Linked DNA regions of Danio rerio: regions 2 and 3 are each linked to region 1. The links are chromatin contacts, called in public Hi-C and Micro-C maps. All regions are on one chromosome and are shown on one strand. Each heading gives the region's core, a stretch centred on a gene start, on an enhancer-like site or on the middle of the called end of the contact. The rest is flanking DNA. Distances are from core to core; before and after follow the strand shown.

Region 1 (4,126 bases), core at 685-3,184:
AATCAAAAAACAAGATAGTCAGGCTTATCTAACTTTCTAAAAGGAAATAAAGCTAAATTGTTTAATAATACTGTCGCCTCACAGCAAGAAGGTCGTTGGTTCGAACTAGGGTTGTAACAATATACCGGTATGACGGTTTACCACGATTTGAACGTGCACGATTATCATACCATGAACAATTGCATATCAACGGTTTTAACCCTTAAAGACCGAGACAGCCGCCCGCGGCTAAAAATAAGTATTGCTTTTAAATGTTTAATAACTTTTGATCCGCTGATCCGATTCATACAATTCAAAGATTGGCATAAAGAAGAGAATCTCAGCTTTCCAGTGCTGTATCACATAACATTCGCGGACTTTCAGAGGCTCCGGAATCAGTGCGGTTACGTCATCAACATTTGACAACGCTGATTTGACAAAGAAACGCTCGTCACTGTGTCTCCGGACAAATCAGACATGATACATTGATGCATTGTCCCTCCTCCATGCCCAGATTGGTTCAAACTCGCTATATCACAACCAATAAGCATAGGTTTCGCTTTTGTTTGTGGACCAAGCTTTTTGAACAACACGGAATGAGAGATAGGCATACATTTATGCGCGGCTAAATAAAACGCAAAAAAAAAGTTTTTCATGAAATAATTCTCATACTAAGTACTTTTGCATGCACAGCAGCACAGAAACATGTCAAAACAGTGACACAGCAAAGACGAACTGCTGCTCTTGCTGTTTTCAAAAGACGCAAATGAAGGTGCAGCTGTTTGTCTGCATTGCAGACAACCACATCCAAATCCATATCGATAGACAACCATATCCATGCTGGCACATAAAACCTAAGGATGTTCCATATTGAATCTAGTTTCGTTATGTAACTATTTATAGTATAGTAAATATTTATATCTATTTTTTTACTGAGGATTTGCACCATGTTTATTTGGACTTTATTTGGACTTTGACACATTATTTATTATTTTCTTATTTTTATTTGTTCATTGTAAGTGGTGTTGTTTATAGTAACTAAAAATATATTATTTGGAAAAAGTCAAATTTGCTTCACTGTTCTATTATTTTGTAACATTTGTAACATACCGTATACCGCGAAACCGTCAAACCGTGGTATTGTTTTAGACGATTATCATACCGTGAAAAATTCATACCGTTACAACCCTAGTTCGAACCTCGGCTCAGTTGGCGTTTCTGTGTGGAGTTTGCATGTTCTCCCTGCCTTCGCGTGGGTTTCATCCGGGTGCTCCGGTTTCCCCCACAGTCCAAAGACATGCGGTACAGGTGAATTGGGTAGGCTAAATCGTCCGTAGTGTGTTTGTGTGGATATTTCCCAGAGATGGGTTGCGGCTGGAAGGGCATCCGCTGCATAAAAACTTGTTGGATAAGTTGGCGGTTCATTCCGCTGTGGTGACCCTGGATTATTTAAAGGGACTAAGCCGAAAAAGAAAATGAATTAATGTTTAATAATAATCAATAAATTGAATACAAAAAAACACCACCATTATTTAATATATTGGGGTATTCTTTATTTAACTTTAAGTTATTTTAAGTATTTTTTTTTATTTTATTACAGTCAAAAGTTGAAGTCTTTCAGAATAGAAGCCACATTTCTAGCCAATGCAAAATAATTTGTTGTCAGTATGTCATTTATTCCCCAAAAACACAACAAGCCCCTTCTGAGTCGTACAAAAACAAAATCGAGCTCGCCCTCTTTGGATGCATTTTTGACATAAACTCTCCCCACACTACCCGAACGTACATTTGTGTTTACCACGATGTCCACAAAGTCTGCTGATAAATGTTAAAAAATGAGACTGTTTTAGTAAGACCGACCCTCCTTCTCACACGTGGACGAGCGCGACCGGAACCCAGATGCAAACTCACCAGCGCGCGCCCTTTCTCCTGCTGCGCGCGCGCTCACCCGCCCGTCCGCACTCACGCGAGCGGAGAAATCAAAACACTCAAACCATCCACACTGAGAAACAACCGAGAAATCCTCGCTACTCAACGGACGAATGATCAGCACGGAGCCCTCGCGGCGTTTGTCTCTCTATGGACGCGAACGAAGCGGGACGAACAACGGTTTCGCGTTAAATACGCCGGAGTTTGCGCGTTTCGCCGAGCGTTGTGATATTTCACTAAAGAAGTTTTAAAAACAAGTTTGGACCGGATTCTTTTAGGAGTTGGACGCTGTTAAGATCGCATCCCGCCTGCTGCTCGAGCGCCTGTGAGGAGCTATCTACTCAAGACTACAAAACATGGATTTATTGCCTCATTTAACCATAAAACTTTGATAAACTGCGCGAGATTGCGTGTAGCAGCTGTTTTGCAGCCTTTCCCAGCATTTCTTGTTAAGGAAAATATCTATTGTTGTCCAGAGAGAAACATTTTTTGCTGTGACAGGACGCATTTGCAGAGCCAAACATGTCAGTTCATGATGAAGAAGAGGAAACTCAGCTGATTCTCTGAGGAGAAAACGCGTCTAAATCACATTTTAGCGTCGTTATTGTCTTTATCTTCTGTAATAATGTGTCTTAATAATTGGATTATTTCGTAATTGCTCTATATTGGACAAACTGAACGGTTAGTTCTCAAACTAGGTGGGTTTAATACTTTAACAAGTTTATTAAGCGTGTTTATAATTGGGAAAGCCATTCCCGCATAACCGACCTTAGGCAGTTTAGTGCCCTTTGGACCGCGGAGAGGAAGTGGCATCATTTCTTGTCAGTTTTATCTTGGCACTTCTCTCGTTTGCGTGCGCTGGACTGCTCGTTTTCTTTATTCTTGCCTCCTGTTTTGCTTCGTTCTTGTCAGTATGGAGGAGTGGAGGCAGTGCGGGCGCTGGCTGATAGACTGTAAGGTTTTGCCCCCGAACCACCGGGTCGTTTGGCCCTCAGCGGTGGTTTTTGACCTGGCCCAGGCGCTCAGAGATGGGGTGCTCCTGTGCCAGATGCTGCACAATCTGTCTCCCGGTTCCGTGGACCTAAAGCAGATCAACTTCCGCCCTCAGATGTCACAGGTAAGCCAATATTAATGTCTGTATTTGAATGCCTGTGTTTTAATGACGGTCACATTTGCAGGAATGATTGAGGACAGAATTGACAGCTGGAAATGTGCCCATAGGGTGACACTCTAATTCTTATCAACAGGGGTCGTTGTCGAGCATTATTGGCGTCGCTGAGCAATCACTCATATATCTGTCACAATCGATTAATCTAAATTCTGTAATCTGATTATGAGCTAAACTTTCTGATGTGTTTTTATTATGTGCTTATTTTATTTAAGATATTGTTAAAAATTGCTCGTTCCTGAATTATTATGTGTCTTGTAACTATTTGGATGCAACACACACAGGTGTCCTAAACTTTTCTTAGCATGTAGATATTTATATTTATTTTCACTGTGGATGAATTAGCCTGATTGTTTGAAAGCAAGAAAGGAAGTGTCTGAGGTGGTGCAGGGTTTAAAAGGTGAATGCTAAAGGAGTGCCAAGGCTCTTATCTGTGTAAACATAAACCAGGAAAAGCTGCAAGTTCTTCATCGGTTTCAGGAATGTGACTTTCAGCCAGTTCTCTTTGTGAAGGAATGTGTGGTAAAAGCACTTCCTACTAGTAAATGTGAAGTGTTGGAGCGGTATGATGAAGCTTATTTTAAGTGTTGTCTGTTTTGAAAGGTTTTAAACACATGTCCTACTGTGTTTCACTCCCTTTCTGCATATGTTGTCAATGCTGATCTGAGTTTTGTCCTGAAAATAAACCCCTTTGTGATGTAATTTACATAACAGTGCTGTGTAGATTGGGATTTGCATTGCTGCTTATTCTAGAAAGCGTGTAACTAGTTGGATTAAAGTGAATCATCATTTTAAACCTTTATTTGACTTTCAAATCTGGAATAAATTAGCATCATGGCCTTGTGGGTTTAAAATTACAGCTTTGTTTTGCATATTTATGGGAATGCGACAAAATAAAAATTTTTATTTTTATGTCTAAATCTTAATTTTCTTAATTTGTGTGCATTACTTACCTGCTGACGGCTGATAAAAAATCTGCCAATCAGAGAGGTGGACCGTAATTGTTGGTAATCTTCAGTAGTTCTGGCTTCCGTTTAAGGTCCCATAAAG
Region 2 (3,968 bases), core at 1,240-3,739, 130 kb after region 1:
GCATTTTCATGTAGTAAAGACAAAAAACCACTGTTCACACAGGCAAGGACGTTCTGGATTTTTTTCTAGAAAAGACCATTCACACATCCATTATAAAATACCGGTAAATTCTGACATCATTAACCAGAAATGACCTATAAACGGCTTCGCTTGTATTGTACACATACTGTAGAAGGGGTCGGGCTTTTGTTGATGGTTTCACTTTTATTTAAAGCTTTAGCAGACATGCAGCTGCTTTGCCTCAGAGACATCCAAAGGCAGAAGCGGGAACCACAGCTAAATGTTTACACACTTGACTACATTATACATTTTGTGGATGAATAAGTATCGTGAACAACTTCGGTGAAAACATATGGAGGAACACTTTCGCAAGTCGAGATGTACATTAAAAATGATGTACATGTACAATGTACACGTCAAGCAACTGAGCCAGAACTTGAATGTAAACAATAAGCGGTTTACCATAAGCATTTTATCGATATTTCTTTACACAGTTGGCATTAAGAAGGAACATAGAAACATTATCAGACTAACATCTAGCAGCTAAATGTGTCTGGAAATATGGTCAAAGGCTTTTATTTTTATTTTCGGATGTGAATGTTGTCTGAGTGATCTGATTGGTTGGAGTAGATGTCTTACATCAGCATGTTCTAGATGTGAACTCAGTCTTTCCGGCAATTTTCCTTCTGCTTTCACACAGTGCAGCATTCCGGCAAATTACCGGTAATGTTAAAACTTCTCTTTCCGCATAATTAACGGAACGAGTTTAACGGTATTTTCAGAAAGATCCTGTTCACACATGATCCCTTTCTGGAAAATTGCTGGTAATTTTTCGGAAAGGTCTACATGTGTGAAAAGTCCTATTATTTATTAATTTTTATATTCCAGATAATGAAAGTGTTATTAACTTTTTATTTGGGAATTTCTGGTTCAGATAATGTTAAAAGTATCTCCAGTATTAATCAACGGAGGACGATATCATGATATTCAGCTAGTTAAATGCACAGCCTTCTGTCTGAACAAGGTGTCTATCCACACACTCCTCAAATACCTTCTTCCCTCCAGCATGTTTGTCAAATCCCATTTACTCAAGTGGACTTTGTCTGATCTGGATGCACCGGCTCAATTTCCAGAGATGTATGAAAAACAAGCACCAACCAACTTTATTTTCTTTTCCTGCAAAAAGAGGAAATGGAGAAAGGGAGAGATGGGTAAAAAAAAAAAAGTAATTTAACCAGCATGTAGGTCAGCGATCTAGAAACTGTAATATTGCTTTTATGTTCAGTCCCATCTGTTGTATCTCCTATGGCAGTGCAGCCTTCCTCCCATTCTCTCCCTCGCTGCCTCTCCTCTCATTCTGTCTCTGTTTCCATTGTCTCTCGATTGCATTTAAGCTAATGTTCCATTATATGGATGAAACGCCAGGCCTGTTTTGGTGCAAATCTGTAAATTTGCATTGCATGTTAGCCTCAGCTCTTCATTCAAAAGGCAGTATGTAAGGGTTAAGTCTTCTCTGTCACATGCGACCTGAGCTGACATTCTGGATGTGCTTGTCCGAGTGTGTGTATATGTCACCAGGCTGAGATGGGATCTTTAGAGCGGAGAGAAGCAACGCCAGGGGCGCACAGAAGGTCAGTCCTCCCGCATAGCCGAATGCACCAGGCCTGGTGGAACAAAAGAGTGAAGAAATGCATTAACTTAATGGCCTTCTCTGCTTCACAGTGAGGCATTAAACAAATTACTCCATCTCACTAATGTAAAGTTGCAAACAACAGGTAGATGCTTTTGAAAAGGGCAAGTTTGGACATTTGCAGTCTAAAGGAAGCTCTAGATCTTTTGAAGCCATGCCCACTACCACATTACTTTCTAAACACTCCACAAACTCAATTACATTTACTCTGTTTCCATTCAATGATGTAATGTCTCGTTCGAAAAAAGTGATTGATCAACTAGTTAAGTGTTGTGACATGCTGCGTAGAATAAGAGATGTGCTCGGGCCGAGAGCTTTTATCCTGTCAGATGAGATGAGACTCAGATCCTCTTTATGAATCAGATATGTTTGGATTAGCGGGTGTCTAGAGATGCTGAGGTCAGCGAGGTGCTGACAGGGAGCAGCGACACAATTCCCATCTCAAACAAACCAGCTCTGTGGCATGTCAGGATGCATCTAAGACCCTGTGGTTTGTCCCGACGCTGTGGTGGTAGGACTTTTGGAAAGATTTAAGGGGTCTTAAATGTGATCATTTGCTTGAGAGGAAAAGCGCAGTTCTCGTTTGTGGCATCTGCCTATCCGCTCTTATTTTAGCAGTGGCTTTGGAGACAGTCCGCCCATGTTCCTGTGTTCCCAAGCGGTTTACGTCAAGGGAATGGTGGTTGTGGTTGAATAACACCACAAATGCTCCTTCAATCAGTGTGATTCTGGCCCAGAGCGTTCTTGCAAACAGGCGCAGCGTCACAGCTTGGCACGCGAAACTGCAGTGTGTAAATTTAAACGAGCTGGAACGGAGCCCACGCGTGGATCGGCCCTCGCTTCTGCATGTGGCATGCTTCCATTCTCACCCTCCACAGTCAGAAAGTTCACATCTTACTTTCTTCTGGCTTTTTGATTAGTTTGTTGTGCTCCAGAAACAGTTCGCTGAAGATCTTGTGACATTTTGTAAGATCAGAAAAGGAAGTTTTTGTCCTAGTGGACAGATGGTAAATAGCAGCTGTAAGCCAGTGATTCGCTCCTCAGATGCCCAGCTGATGAGCTGAACTTGACCCCTGCTTGAAATGCCAGCCACTGTGTGCCGTCCCAGCTTGGCATCGATTCAGGCCTCCCAGCTGAGATTGGCATGGCCTCTTTCTTTGTGGTGGTTGAACTGCATTTCCTCCGGGCTCACAGAGGTTTGCGTGTCTGGCTTCCTTTCCAGCAGATGAACAGCAGGCCATGCTGAACGTACTGAGAGTGCTGCATTCAGAGATTTGAATGTATCACATCAGGCATGCAACATGCCCACTGTCTGTTCTCTGAGCAATATGCACATCCACAATGCCTCTCAGGTTTTTAGGTTTTTAATTAAAAGCAGGACATTTAAGGATTTTTGTGGTTCATATTAGGGCTGCACGATATAGAAAAAATTGACATTGCAATATTTTTTTTTCTCTGTGATACAATATACTGTATATAACTATGAAATGCGATATATTTTCACCAGATGACTTAAATAACTCTTTTTGCAAAGACTTTAGATGGATTGGAATGATTTTATAGGCGAGTGAAAATATGAATATATTCGATGTAAATTATTTTATTCATATAATAAACAAAATACAGTCATAAAAAACACTATGGAGCAAATATTAAAGTGAAATATACTGATTTATGGTTTTCTGCGGAGTCTGAAGGTCTTTACACACTGAAGTCGGAAATGTTCGTATGCATTTTTTTCGTAATCATTTGCAAAAAATGTATTATGTAAACAAACATTGCACACTGAGTCTTATGTGTATTTATTAATCTATTACAAGAAAACCCAAAACATTTCAGAGTCAGTTTAAGCAGTAATACGTTCTCCTCTCTTTTCTAAAGTATTGGCTGCATATTGTGTTCAACCAATAGAGAGCAAGAAGAGCTCAGCTCATTATCAAAGAGCAGCGCTGTATTATCCCAAAGTTTATTTCAGGAAATTAGTGGAATTTTGATACTTTGCTTGTGATACTTCACACATTCACGTAAGTAAACAAATCCTAAACAGAGACTGGCATGTTATATGACATTATAATACATGCCAGCCACTATGAGGTATCAAAGCAACAGTCCGAAAGCGGACCATGCTCTCTATTATAATGTCTATGGGTAGTACGTCAAATGTATGGAGAGACATACACACACACACCAATCAGCAGCAGGGGAGAGGTACGCCAGTCACTGAATTCAGTGTATAGGGGTTCTCAGCTGCCCGCCACATTCTGTCTTTATTTTATGC
Region 3 (3,929 bases), core at 191-2,690, 220 kb after region 1:
AAACATTTTAGACCGAAACACTGTCAATCTTGGACAAGACCAAAACATGTGTGTGTGATTTGCTGGAGATTGTTGACACCTATTACAAGTATTACTTTTAGTTGGGTATATTTTGCATAATCTGGCACTTAAAACTTGTATTTTTTTTAACTTTTCTTAAAATATAGGACTGTTTTCAAATATATTTTCTATTATGCAGATTCTCAAACTGTGTTTTTGGGCTGAAATGGAGGTGAAAGATCTGAGAGAAAATAAAAAAGGGACAATTAAAACAAAAATGAAAGGCAAGAAGAGAACAGTGTGGGAGCATTTAGGCGAAGCAATTAACAAGTCAATGCTTGGGCTAAACATAGGATATAGTTTGTGTGTTGTAATGAGAGCAACAGTGACATTCCCATTAAAGTCTGAAGGAAGTAAAGCCGGTGTTTGTTTTAATAAGAAAATGGAGGCCAATCTGGGCAAAGCCAAACTTTTGCTTCATAAATAAATGTTCATTCAAATAAAAAGCAACTAGCATATTTTCTATAGATGCACTGCACAGATTAGCTCCAATGCCACTGAATCTTCTGATAAAAATAAGCAATTCACTAACCTCTCACTTAAAATAAAGAGTTAGAATAATTAATGTGATGATCAGGAGTGAATATCTATATTAGAGAAATGAATAGATGCAGGTGGAGAATTTGTTTGATATATAATCTCATATATTATATATCTGTGCATCTGTTGATCTGCGCATCTTATATCTTATACACACACACACACACACACACACACACACACACACACACACACACACACACACACACACACACACACATCTAAATATTTTTTCTACTATTCAATATATAATTATTATGTATAGATAAAATAGTATATTTATGAGTGTATGTTGTTAGGTTGTTTGTATTTATTTTGTTTATTCTTTTTATGTTGTTTACTTTTCCCCCACTTTAAAATGTCATTTCCTGAAGCACTGTCATTTTCAGCTTTGTAAAGTGCCATTTTGATTTTGGTATTCAGTAGTACTTTTGAGTTTCTGTTGAACTGTTGTCATAATATTCCTCCACAGGAGTGTACCATGAAGGTTCAAGAGGGGAAGTTCAAGCTGCAGGATCTCCTGGTGGTCCCCATGCAGAGGGTCCTTAAATACCACCTTCTGCTAAAGGTGAGAAGCGCTCATCATCATCGACACCCTTATCAGCTCCTCCGTCACTGAGAGGGTTTAAGAAAAAATAAGGAACCTGTTCAACTTCCATTTATTTTGATTTAAAGTTTAAAAGCAGAGCAGCAGCACCTCTTCTGAACCCCTAAATCCTATAAAACATTCAGATCATTTTTACCTCATCCAACAAGACCCATGTGGCTCTCCACTCTGCCTAGCCACTGCTAATAGAGATCATGTATAAAACAGGACGCCCTGCATGATACAAACCATCATTAATTCACAGCACGCATTAATAATGGATACAGAGAGAAAGAGTGTGACGTGTGACAGACGGGCAGGACACAGCAGAGCGGGAAGAGAGCTTTGGGAGGTGGATACAGTGACACTGTTTAAATCAGCCATGCTTAAATCATATTATCCGCACCCCATTTCATACACTCTAACCTAGGGAGAGTTGCTGTGGTTCAGATGACAGGTGCTGTTTCCTAAAAGGCTTCTTTCTTTGAGGATATCCTCTTTTGAGCATAGATGCTTTGGTTTCAGATCGCAATCAGCTAAAAATCGCTGCTTAATTCTCCATCATTGACCTCTCAATTTGATGCTGTATTTTATAGAGATGCTATAAAAAATTGTATTTCGATGCTGTAAGAAGCTCTAGGGTTTACAGTGAATGGTCCAAAAAAGAGAAAATATCCACTCCTGTCAACTATGATTGTAATGGAATGAGGGATATTTTCTTGGCACACTTTGGGCCCAATAGCACCAATTGAGCATCGTGCCAACGCCACAGCCTTCCTAAATATTGTTGCTGACCATGTCCTTCCCTTTATGATCAAAGTTTACCCACCTTTTGATGGCTACTTCGATAACGCCACCTGCCATAAAGTGAATCATCTTAGACTGGATTCTTGAATCTGACAATGAGTCCAATGTACTCAAATGGCCTCCAAAGTCACCAGATCTCATTCCAATTGAGCACCTTTGGGAAATGGTGGAACGGAAGATTCAATATGGACCAAAAGCTCTGTGGAATATTTCTATACCTTGTTGAATCTATGCCATGAAGGATAAAGGCAGTTCTTGAGGCAAAAGGGAGTCCAACTCGGTACTAGTAAGGTGTACCTAATAAAGTGGCCAGTGAGTGTATGTTACTGTAGAAAATATTTATGTAAAACTACTTAAAAAAAAAAAAAAAAGATCTACAATATAGTTTAGAATTGTCTTATGCTCACCATGACTGCATTTATTTCATCAAAAATGAATTCAACTTTATTATTGTTTGTATTTTATTAGAATTTAATTAGGAAATTTGTTCATTTAATGGCAAAGGAGAATGTTCAATGTTAGGTTTCATATGGGATCTTTATTTTCAATTATAAAATGTATAATTTTATTTCATAGTCATTACTAGTCATTAAACATTTATATTAAAATTTAATGCATCAATGATGATTAAAAGTATTAATGTCAGAGAAACTACTGATTGGACATCCTATACATAATTAAGGCTTTAAAGTCACTTTAGCATTGGTAATACATTGCTTTGGATATAAATATCTGCCAAAATTATTAAATGTAAATATAAAGCATTTTTATCCAGTGGTTTTCCATATTTGTTCACCAGGTCAGTGTCTTTGTAGGTTAAGGTTTTGACTCTTTCTTTTATAGGTGTTTAGGACCTTTAATAACTGAAATATTTTAGAAATAATTTTGTGATATTTAAGAACTATTGCCAATCAAAAACTATTGCCAATCAATTTTATTCTTTTGTTTTATTTTATTTTATTTTCAGTTTTGAAGAAAATGTTTCCTTAAGATAAATTTTTGGAGTGAGAAATCACCTGAAAAATCTTTCCTCTTCTTACTATAAACAGGCTTTGTTTGTATATGTAACTTATCATTATGTTGTCTGTCTGCAGGAGTTAGTGAGTCACTCTATGGACCGACCAGAGAGGCAGCAGCTTAAAGAAGCACTAGAAGCCATGCAGGTGTGAACTCTAATACAGCTACCATATACTGTTTGCTTTTGGTTTGTAATTTAACTGTGCTTAACATAACTTAACATTAATTACTTAATGTGTAAATATATCTTAGTATTTCGGTAATCAAGTGGTGTTTTAATGAGTGTTTTGTCTATGTCTTTTGAAGGACCTGGCCATGTATATCAATGAGGTGAAAAGAGACAATGAAACCCTGAAGAAAATAAGTGAATTTCAGAGCTCTATAGAAAATCTAGTGAGTGTTTGTGGAGATCATAATCAATGCAGTAAATGCAGCATAACGGTGTACTTCATCACCTGTAGTATTAATGACTCTTTTTGCCTAATATGTTAATGCTTTATATATTGCATGTGTATTTATTTCCACTTGTCATGCTTATTCAAGGGCCTGTTGATTTTTATATCACTTCACATTACCTTAACAAATCTAGTTGCACTCCTTTGCTGTCACTTGAAAGACTTACAATGTCTGAGTTCAAGCACATATCAGCATGCTGGCCAATTCCTCTTTATCCCCAAACATTTAGTTGTTTACAAGCCTCCACCTGCCCCCCGTCTGTCACTTCTGTTCAGTAAAATAAATCCCAAAAAGCCTCCAGGCCACAAGCACAGGCAGGCACACTTAGGACTGTGTTTAAAAGGAATGAAATCAGTGTATCCTCTTCCAGTAGCTAATATAAGAGTCAGTGTATCAGCTCTGGTTTATTTATGTGAGGGCCTGTGGTGCAGATGACGCCTGCGGCTAAACATCAATGAGCCAA

Evidence for each region. Hi-C and Micro-C count contacts between places; a contact is called where the count stands out from the background.
Region 2: a contact with region 1 is called in a Micro-C map of caudal fin, with 4 times the contacts expected there. The contact joins the enhancer-like site here to the promoter of vav2 in region 1. A contact is called at or near these places in 1 of 18 Hi-C or Micro-C datasets (caudal fin) and 3 of 4 datasets of contacts at active chromatin or transcription factors (embryo, gastrula embryo and pancreas).
Region 3: a Hi-C map of embryo shows a contact between it and region 1, with 2.6 times the contacts expected there. The contact joins the enhancer-like site here to the promoter of vav2 in region 1. A contact is called at or near these places in 10 of 18 Hi-C or Micro-C datasets (caudal fin, embryo, fibroblasts and 3 more) and 4 of 4 datasets of contacts at active chromatin or transcription factors (caudal fin, embryo, gastrula embryo and 1 more).

What each region holds. Positions count from the first base shown.
Region 1 is chr21:19,664,142-19,668,267 of GRCz12tu, reverse strand. vav2 (vav 2 guanine nucleotide exchange factor) reads left to right here and starts at 1,934. Exons shown (of 29, transcript XM_068216026.2): 1 at 1,934-3,025. The coding sequence starts at 2,822.
Region 2 is chr21:19,534,057-19,538,024 of GRCz12tu, reverse strand. The region is part of intron 2 of vav2 (vav 2 guanine nucleotide exchange factor); the gene reads left to right. Among named protein-coding and RNA genes, the nearest start is that of vav2, 130 kb to the left of the region's middle. Within about 2 kb of position 2,489, at least 8 of the 62 cell types and tissues checked have an H3K27ac peak or open chromatin away from gene starts, as enhancers often do. A contact at or near this core is called in caudal fin, where this site is marked.
Region 3 is chr21:19,447,037-19,450,965 of GRCz12tu, reverse strand. It overlaps vav2 (vav 2 guanine nucleotide exchange factor), which reads left to right. Exons shown (of 29, transcript XM_068216026.2): 11 at 1,073-1,168; 12 at 3,088-3,156; 13 at 3,317-3,403. Among named protein-coding and RNA genes, the nearest start is that of dnai1.2, 85 kb to the right of the region's middle. Within about 2 kb of position 1,440, at least 4 of the 62 cell types and tissues checked have an H3K27ac peak or open chromatin away from gene starts, as enhancers often do.